Linked DNA regions of Mus musculus: all the other regions are linked to region 1. A link is a contact called in public Hi-C and promoter capture Hi-C data. All regions are on one chromosome and are shown on one strand. The core of a region is the stretch at or near the end of the contact, and the rest is flanking DNA. Distances in the headings are between cores, read along the strand shown.

Region 1 (3,021 bases), core at 8-2,507:
CTGAGCTCTCTGTGGTGATGTGACCCACAGACTAAAGCTAAGCAACTGGAAGCTGTGCCATGCAGCCATCAAGAGCTCAGCCAGGGTCACAGCCATCCTGACTTCTATCTGAAGTGTGGAATTTGAAGCATTACCTGCTGTAGTAGGTCTCCAATGGAAATGACCCATAAACAAAACAAAAAAGAATGTCCTTAAGGAAATGAGCATGATGACTGTATCAAAAAGCAAAACGAAACAAAACAAAAAGTTAAAGGACCTAGCTTGTACAATTATAGGCTTTGTTTTTTATGCAAGTAATTAAACCTTGTTCAAACAAATGAATTCTAGAATCTCATAAATTTCATAATGATAATTAAGGTGACCTATAATTGATGAAAATAATAATAGAAATAAGTACAATGTTAATAATAAAACACCATATACTTTAGTTTTAGGCATGATACTGTTGGTCCCTAACTGACTACAATTCACCCTAACTTCTCTGATGAGAAGACATGAAATTACTTGCCCAGAAATAAGTAGAGCTGGCTGGAATTCATGTGGAGCCAATGAGAAGGCTCTGCTGTTAATTATCAGGGTAAAGTGCCTAGAGCCTTATCACAGGCAAACATCTAAACAGAAGCATTTTTGAATCCGTAGTGTAAAAGACCTGGAAGTGAATACTGACTGTAGGTAAGGCGTTCTGATCCAGGTAGAAGGCATTTATAGGGCACCACAAAGATGACTGGAAACTGTTCTCCATTCTCATAGGAATGTGGACTTTATGCCAATAAATTACAATATTATTCATAGTACTAATAATTAAACTAGTGCTGGCTTTCAACAGAGAAAGATTATTCGACTTTATTTTTGTGAGAATTTTTTATTCTTTTCTAGGAGCCTAAGTCTGATGTTTAGACAGCTGTGAAGTAGTACGTTCAATACTTCTCTTGTATAAATAAATTAATTTTGCCTAGAAATTAGATTTTTCTTGTTTATATCTAACATACAGACAACACATCGAGTAACACATCATTTCTAGTCATTTTATGTATTAGTGAAACCCAGGATTTGGAACTCCACTGCGCAGTGTGTATACATTTTCATTCTGACATCTTAACGAACTAAAGGGGTCCTGTTCTGAATACATATATACATTTCGAGGAACGTGTTTACACAGAGGAGTGCATGATATACCAGAGGTCACTGTGCACTGTGGCCTCCTCCCCGCTCTCGGTTAGTGGGAGGCTGGAAAAGGCCGAGTTCTCACGCAGCAGCTGCAGCGGCAGCCATCACTGGAGCTACACAGACCAGAAGCAGATGTGGCACAAGTCTCCTGCACAGCTTCTCCTGAAGAGACGGTTGCTCTGTTGACTCAAAGTGCACTCATTGACGGGGATTTCCTGAGCTAAGACGATCAGGAGGCAAAGCAAACGGGGCAAAATTTTTCCCTTTAAATACATTAAACAAAAGGGTGTAACTTGATAGAGCAACTTCAAGTCAAGGTCATGTACTTTGAAAAACACGGCCTTTTAAAGTGAACGTGAACATCTGGAAATCTTTTTGAAAATAAATCGCTCCTCAACTGAAACATTAGATGGCATTTTTTTGGCAAGTGCTCTATCTGAATTACTCAGAAATAAACTCCTGGCAACCCCTGAACTAATGCTCTTCTATGAGAGCAGCACGTAATTTGTTATATTCTTAGGGTTATTTCCCTCCAACTATTTCAAGACTTTTACATAGCAGGAAATGAGTGTGGGGGTGAGGCCTCTGCACACAGACACAGCAGATTCTCAGAGCAGATTCATCAGTCTGGATTCAAGTCAGTAACTGCATGCAACCGTGAAAAATTTTTCAGGAAATTGTCTTTGCATACTTAGTTAAGAATCTTACTCAATGAAAACCACAGACAATGTAAAACAAATCTATCAAAATGTATCTGATGGCTGCAGAGAAACTACAAAGAGAAACAGGGACACACAAGAATAGAATTAAACACACACACACACACACACACACACACACATCCACACACACACACACACACACACACACACACACACACATCCACACACACACACACACACACATCACACACACACACACACACATCACACACACACACACACACATCACACACACACACACATCACACACACACACACACATCACACACACACACACACATCACACACACACACACACACACACATCACACACACACACACATCACACACATCACACACACACACACACACACACACATCACACACACACACACACATCTCACACACACACACACACACACACACACACACACACATCACACACACATCACACACACACACACACACACCTCTGAAAGAAAAGAGAGTAGTTATGTCAAGACTTCTGTGAATGGGAATTACTGGTTTGTAGAAAAGAAAAGAAAAGAAAAGAAAAAAAAAGAAAAGAAAAGAAAAGAAAAGAAAACAAAACAAAAGAGAGAGAGAGAGAGAGAGAGAAAGAAAACCTTCCTGTGTGGAGGATTTGTATATGTGAGAGTAACTCAGTCAGTCTTTAGGTGTAGAATGCATGATTTACAGTGACTTACAAGAAACAATATTATTGTTAAAGGCAACTTAGTGTGAAATAAAAACCTGGGAGTCACAACAAAACCTTTGTGTGGATGGATAAAGAAGAGGACTCATAAGGTGGTATGACTGTAGTAATGACTGACTGGTGACACCATGGTACATTGGCCAGGAGAAAGGTGCTTATATACAAACGAGGGGCCTACAGCAGGGGTGGATTTGAGCTTTATTCCCTCAATTTTGCTTATGAACTTTTTGTTATCAATTACTTAGAAGGTGTTATGAACATTAGTTAGAGTAACATGTGTTCTGGAACTTCCATCAGAAAAGAACTCTGATCATGGAGAATATGCGGCATCTTCCTGAGTCATGGGACCATTTCTTTAACAATTCTTTCAGTTGTTTTATTACCCTCCCTGAAGTAGTCAAGAAAATATTTAAGATGGAACAGACCTCGTTTTCTTAG
Region 2 (2,779 bases), core at 5-2,504, 270 kb before region 1:
AGCAGGCTGAAACCAGTTAGAAATAAAGCATACAAAGCAGTATTTGCAATTCTACTTCCAGATGGGAAGAGGAAAGGGCAGGAAAACACGGAGGTTACAGAATGAGACGGCCGCTTTACTTTGAATTTGTCCTCTCAGCGGCGGTCTTGTACAGTCTTGGTTTGGGATACATGCTAAGACAATGATAGATGAGTGAATATTTGTAAGACATTTAAGATGTAAAAAAAAGTGGGGGGGCTTGCAAATCACTGAGGTTGATGTAAGTCAAAGTATTTAGGCTGATTTTAACCTGTTCCTGCTCCTTCTTCTGTGCTCGGGCTATCCAACGCTGAAGGAGATGGCCCTCGGAAGAGTGAACAACCTTGAACACAACAATTCGAAAGAATACTTCTGTTTTGTTGTTTACTCTGTTTCATAGAAAGACTATGTCCAATCCAGGATCCTCCTCCTCCTCCTCCCCCTCCTCCTCCTTCTATTTCTCTCTCTCTCTCTCTCTCTCTCTCTCTCTCTCTCTCTCTCTCTCTCTCTCCCTCCCTCCCTCCTTCCCTCCCTCCCTCCCTCTCCCTCTCCTTCTACCCCCCTCTTTCTTTCTGACTCTATTCCCATTTATAGAAACATACAGACTAGAAGATATCGTGGACATTATGTCCAAAATTTTATACCATGAAATATATTATACTAGGGAGTATATTATGTGCAGCTTTAAATAATGAGTTTCACAAATTAAACAAAAATAAAAACCTTAAAAGGTCTTTTTGGAAACCCTTTGAAATTCTCTTAAGAATTGTAAGATTCTTTCTTGCCCCACAATAATATCTTAGAATGTTTTACTTCTGCGATGAATGCTCATATGTTTTGGAATATTTTCCCCATTTATCCTAAGCCTGAAAGCACTTTCAAATCTGATTAGCTGGGTGATCATGCTCAATGGAAAAGGTCTTTTGGCCCAGACACTGCATAGCTGATGTGCCCCACCCACCAGGAAGGAGCTTGCTCCCCTTTTCTTTACAAAGCGGTCTAGAACTCTGTCAGTGCTCTTTGGAAAGGAGGATGCTTTTCTTTTCGTTTGCTGTAGACTTTCACAGGTCAGACTTCCATTGCCAGAAAAGGAACACAATCTAAGAGCAGTAACCTGTCTTAAATTTGTCATGGGAAACCCAGGTTCACACCTAAGCACAGAGCGAGTATCACTTTAAGAGCTGACATGCTATCCAGTCTCTCTGCAAAGGTAACTTTCTGACTAACAATGAGTCACATGGGAAAGCAGGAGGCCACTGAATCACTGCCTTAGAACCTGCCCTGTCTTGCTTCAGTGCCGTCCCTGACACAGGATTTGCTTCCAGCCGGCAGCTAGCATTGCCACTTCAGAGAAAGGCCCTTGTTTTTTATTTATTTATTTTCAGGATCGCGAGGCTCTATCCCAACAGCAAAATTTGCTTAAAGCCAATTACCTGGGAACCCATGCCAACACTGACAGATCTTTCATTCCCCTAGATATACATTTTTTTTTCTAGCGAGAACCTTTGCGTAGTCTTTCGGAGAGAGTGTGAGCACATGCAGGTAAGCTTTGTTTGGGTCACATCAGTACGTTGGGTGGAAAGATACGTAAGCAGCTTTGCAGATCTCATAATAACTCTTCTCTATGCAATAATATGTGCCCTGTCTAAGTTCCATTAATATGTGCGCTGTCTAAGTTCCAAGGTGAGGGAATTTATGGCCAAATAAGGCAACCTATCCACCCTGTGGACCTGTGATGTCTAGCTTATTAAATGCTGTTTCTATTGCTTTCTTTGCAGCCAAGGTTTATCATGCTATTCTATTTTATTATCATGACTATGCAAAGTTTCTCGTTAGAAAAAAAATTGCACATCTAGGGGAATGAAAGATCTGTGAGTGTTGGCATGGGTCCCCCGGTTATATCCTTCCATCTACATTTCTGCTTTCATCATTAAAACACAAGCTTCAGGACCTTGCCGCCGTGTTTCTATGACAAAGCCGCATGCATTTGGTATGATTGTTGTCCACTGTAGAGGTCAACGCCATTGGACTTTAAGTTGCTTGTTGGACCATCATATTTCTCCTCACTCACCATCTCTTATACCAGCACCAGATGAACTCTGAAAGAGTTCCACAGGAGGGTGAAGATGCAGCCTCCTCCCCATCCCTCTGGTCATAGCACACAGCCCTCAGTTCTTTCCACTGTTATTCACAAATCTCAAGCACTTGATCTTCGTCCCTCTTAACTACACATTATCAGATTCTACAAAGCACTTCATATCACTTAACAATAGTCTTCACTTCCCACAGCTACCCACAGAAGCTGGCCTCACTACATAAACATGCAACATTGGGAGTGCTCATTCAGGCCTTTCAAAGGAATGTGCCAAATATGGGAGAATTGAAGACACGACAGGCATAGTACGGGCTATCCACACACCCAAATACAGGATATTATCAAAAGAGTTAGCTAGATTTCTGTTTCTGCAAGAAAATATGCACAAACAGTAACAGGAAGTTAAAGAGAAAAAAAATAAGAAAATTTCTAGAATTTAATTCTGAAGAACTCAGCTCTGAGTTACTTTTCCAATGTGTGATTCTTATTTTGTTGACATTTTCCTTAGACAACTATTCTCATGCTATTTACTAAGCAAAAATGAGGAGGTCCTATACTAATTTTGAGTTGTGGGATGTAAGGTTATATAAATTTTAACACTGTCATATTTTTCCATAATTTTTGAGCTTCTATGAAGTAAGCATTACTTTGATTGTCAAAAGTAAA
Region 3 (2,940 bases), core at 361-2,860, 450 kb before region 1:
TGCTGCAAAAAGAAGCACCTTTGATGAGAGGCAAGAGCAACAGTTATGTGTGGGTGTAAGGATTAATACATTTAGAAAACTGGCAGGTATATGTTTCCCCCAGGGTCTAAGACCTGTCCAGCAATTGGCAATTGAATATGTTTACAGTGCCAAGCATGAATTTTGCCCTATTATGTGAGCCTTAAATCCAATTAGACAGTTGTTGATTACTTCCAAAATGTAAGTGCCACTACTGCACCACTGAGATATCTTGCTGGGCTGGTCATTGTTGTAGTTCACAGGCTGTAAAGCAGAAAGGATTGTTGATTAGCCTTTCTCCCTGGGCACCTTGCACAGTACCTTTTGATACTATGAGCACTAGTCCTCATGGAGGAGACTTCCTGGAAAGTTCTACCTCAAATATTCCAAGTCCTGTGTCTGAAGTATGAACTGTCTTTAGCAATAGGATCATACTTTTAATATCTGCGAGGCATCCAAGGACAATAGCAAATGGCTATAATATATATTTTCTGTCCCCTCATTGAGACAGGATCTCACCATGTAGCTCTGGCTATCCTGGAACACATTATATAGACCAGGCTGGCCTCAAACTCACAGAGATCCACCTGTCCCTGCCTCCTGAGCGCTGGAATTAAAGGTATATACAAACACATTTCATTCTATTGTTTTGAGAATTTTCTGGATCTCTCTGACCAACAATTTGAAGGGCGGTTTCCCATGCCTGCCAGGTACTGGGATTTTTGTTAGATAGTCTATGGCTTTTGTGGCACAACTTCACTTCAATGCCCCCCACACACACCATATATGTATTTTTATAAAAATAACCATATGAAATAATGTTTTCCTTAGGGCTTTTCCAAACATCCTAAGTACTATTTGTCTCTTCTTCCTCCTCTACTTCTGAATTACCTTTCTTCTTCTCTCCCCATTTAAAGCTGGTTCCCCACTTCCCCCTTTCCTTGTTCCTATTAAAAGGGATAACACCTGTATCCCATTAAACCCATCTCTGGAGTGCACTGTCCCCCACCCCCCTTGGATGATCTCTTTCTACTTTCCTGACTTCTATGATGACTACAAGTTACTTATTCAAATCTAAAGATCTGGATCTAGGATTCATAAACAAGAGAGGAAATGGGACATTTGTCTTTCTAGGGCTGGGTTACGTTAGTATAATATTTTTCAGTTCACCCACTCATCTGAAAATTTCATGATTTCATTTTTCTTTACAGCTGGGACTCCTAGGATTTGTGGGGACAACAAAGACAGGGTGGGTGGGTGTGTGTGTGGGGTGGCGAGCACTCACCTGACTGGCTGGGCCACATGCCAGTGTGGGGATGGAGACAGCGTCTTGGCATTTTATTAAGTACTTTTTCAATACTTCAAGAACAATTCCTAAGCAGGACAGTCTCAGGCGATAAAGTTTTATTATTCATCTCTTACCATTTTTTTTCTCTTTAGGTCAGGACTTTTACATATGGGTAAATATTTGACTAAGCTGTGCGTTATTATTTCCATCATTAGGAAAGCATGGGCTGTTCAGATATCTAGTTCCTCTTTCTGACTCGTCACCCCAGAGAGGGGAAAAGGATGTCATCACGTAGTCACCAGCAGAAGAGAAATTGTGAAAGAGACCTCCCTGTAAAAAGGGCAGCCCACAAACACCTCAGCCTTCAGAGGAGACTGAGCTCCTCAGACGACAAGAGTGGACCCGTGTGTCTCCCCACCAGGCATGGAACCAAAGCGGATCAGGGAGGGATACCTTGTGAAGAAGGTAAGTAGGGAGGTCACTTACAAGGCTGGACTTAGAGAGGGGCTTACAGGGGATTAGTGTTTGCTCCATACTCTCTGTCCATCCCTTCCAGGGATGCTCCATGTTGGATCTATTAGATTAGGATGAAAGAGTATTACATCATACAGTGTACTGGGGTGGGGCTACCTCCATGTGTTCCCCTACACCCTTTTTTTCCCCTTAAAAGTGAATTAATCTAGTTCGGGCTTCAGCACAGTTTGCCCTTACGAGCCTGAGAATTCGAACATTCAGGGTGTGGACGATGAAAATCCAGATTTAGTTTTTCATGATTTAAAACACGTTGCAACAGCTAAACATTGCCTTCTGTGGGGGGAAAGTCTCAAATTGTTCTGTTAGAAAAGCTGCTTGGAGAACTGTTTAGCTCTTATTTAAATTGACAGGGCTGTAGAAGAGTTAGGGGTTGCCAGTGTTTGTGTGAGCAACAAGCAGAAAAACAATATAGCTAATTTCTTGGGCGTTCTCCCACTTACGCTTCTGTTTCAAGGGTGTGAAGGTGGTTCCAGGTGGTGACGGTGGGTGTTGGCTGTAGTCTTTTACCCACAACTTAATGAATTTGTATAACAGTCCACCAAAGTGGTAGATGTATCATCTTAAAGAACAGAAGTGGAAATGTGAGAATGCCAAAAATAGCTTAGTGTTATGAAAATTTGAATTTTGATGCTGTTTCTAGTCTTTGTGCTGCTGGTGTTGTGTGCTTTGAGTTGTGAAAGCTCCTTACCTGGTGAATTCACACATCGGGACTGCTGGCATCCTGTGGGCAATACTCTGTGCACAAACACACTTCATGGAGCCAAGTGGGTTCATGAAGCCGCTCAGAAATGTTGCTTCTGACTAAACTTCCACAAGAAGCTTTCTAACCACATGAGCAGCCAGTGTTGCTCTTATCTTTTTAAAACTCAATGCAGTTAATTAAATATCTAGTTAATCAAGTTTTGAGAATGGGTCTTACTCTATAGCTCTTAATGTATTTCCAAGGCTAACCTTAAATTGGTTGCAAGCCTCCTGCCTCAGTCTCCCAGACCCTACGATTTCAGGAATGAACAATCTGGTCCAGCTGCATCTTTATTTTAGCTCATCCATCTGTTTCTTTTTACCTTAAAATGTTCTATGTCTATGAACATAGGACACTA

The links. Promoter capture Hi-C pulls out the DNA fragments that hold promoters and counts their contacts. Hi-C and Micro-C count contacts between places; a contact is called where the count stands out from the background.
Region 2: a promoter capture Hi-C map of second pharyngeal arch cranial neural crest shows a contact between it and region 1. The contact joins the promoter of Egfros here to the enhancer-like site in region 1. A contact is called at or near these places in 11 of 39 promoter capture datasets (the 3T3-L1 cell line, the C10 cell line, cranial neural crest and 7 more), 1 of 15 datasets of contacts at CTCF or cohesin (the NIH/3T3 cell line), 1 of 484 Hi-C or Micro-C datasets (bone marrow-derived macrophages) and 2 of 115 datasets of contacts at active chromatin or transcription factors (fibro-adipogenic progenitors and pancreatic cancer cells).
Region 3: a contact with region 1 is called in a Hi-C map of B cells, with 19 read pairs. The contact joins the promoter of Plek here to the enhancer-like site in region 1. A contact is called at or near these places in 1 of 484 Hi-C or Micro-C datasets (B cells) and 2 of 115 datasets of contacts at active chromatin or transcription factors (bone marrow-derived macrophages and large pre-B cells).

Annotation. Positions count from the first base shown.
Region 1 is chr11:16,557,812-16,560,832 of GRCm38.p6, reverse strand. No RefSeq gene overlaps it. Among named protein-coding and RNA genes, the nearest start is that of Sec61g, 51 kb to the right of the region's middle. RefSeq lists an enhancer at 1,045-1,964. Within about 2 kb of position 1,257, at least 120 of the 459 cell types and tissues checked have an H3K27ac peak or open chromatin away from gene starts, as enhancers often do. A contact at or near this core is called in the NIH/3T3 cell line, fibro-adipogenic progenitors, liver and 3 more, where this site is marked.
Region 2 is chr11:16,829,225-16,832,003 of GRCm38.p6, reverse strand. It overlaps Egfros (a long non-coding RNA gene), which reads left to right and starts at 1,254. Exons shown (of 3, transcript XR_003949851.1): 1 at 1,254-1,560. The region is part of intron 1 of Egfr (epidermal growth factor receptor); the gene reads right to left.
Region 3 is chr11:17,007,388-17,010,327 of GRCm38.p6, reverse strand. It overlaps Plek (pleckstrin), which reads left to right and starts at 1,610. Exons shown (of 10, transcript NM_019549.2): 1 at 1,610-1,771. The coding sequence starts at 1,730.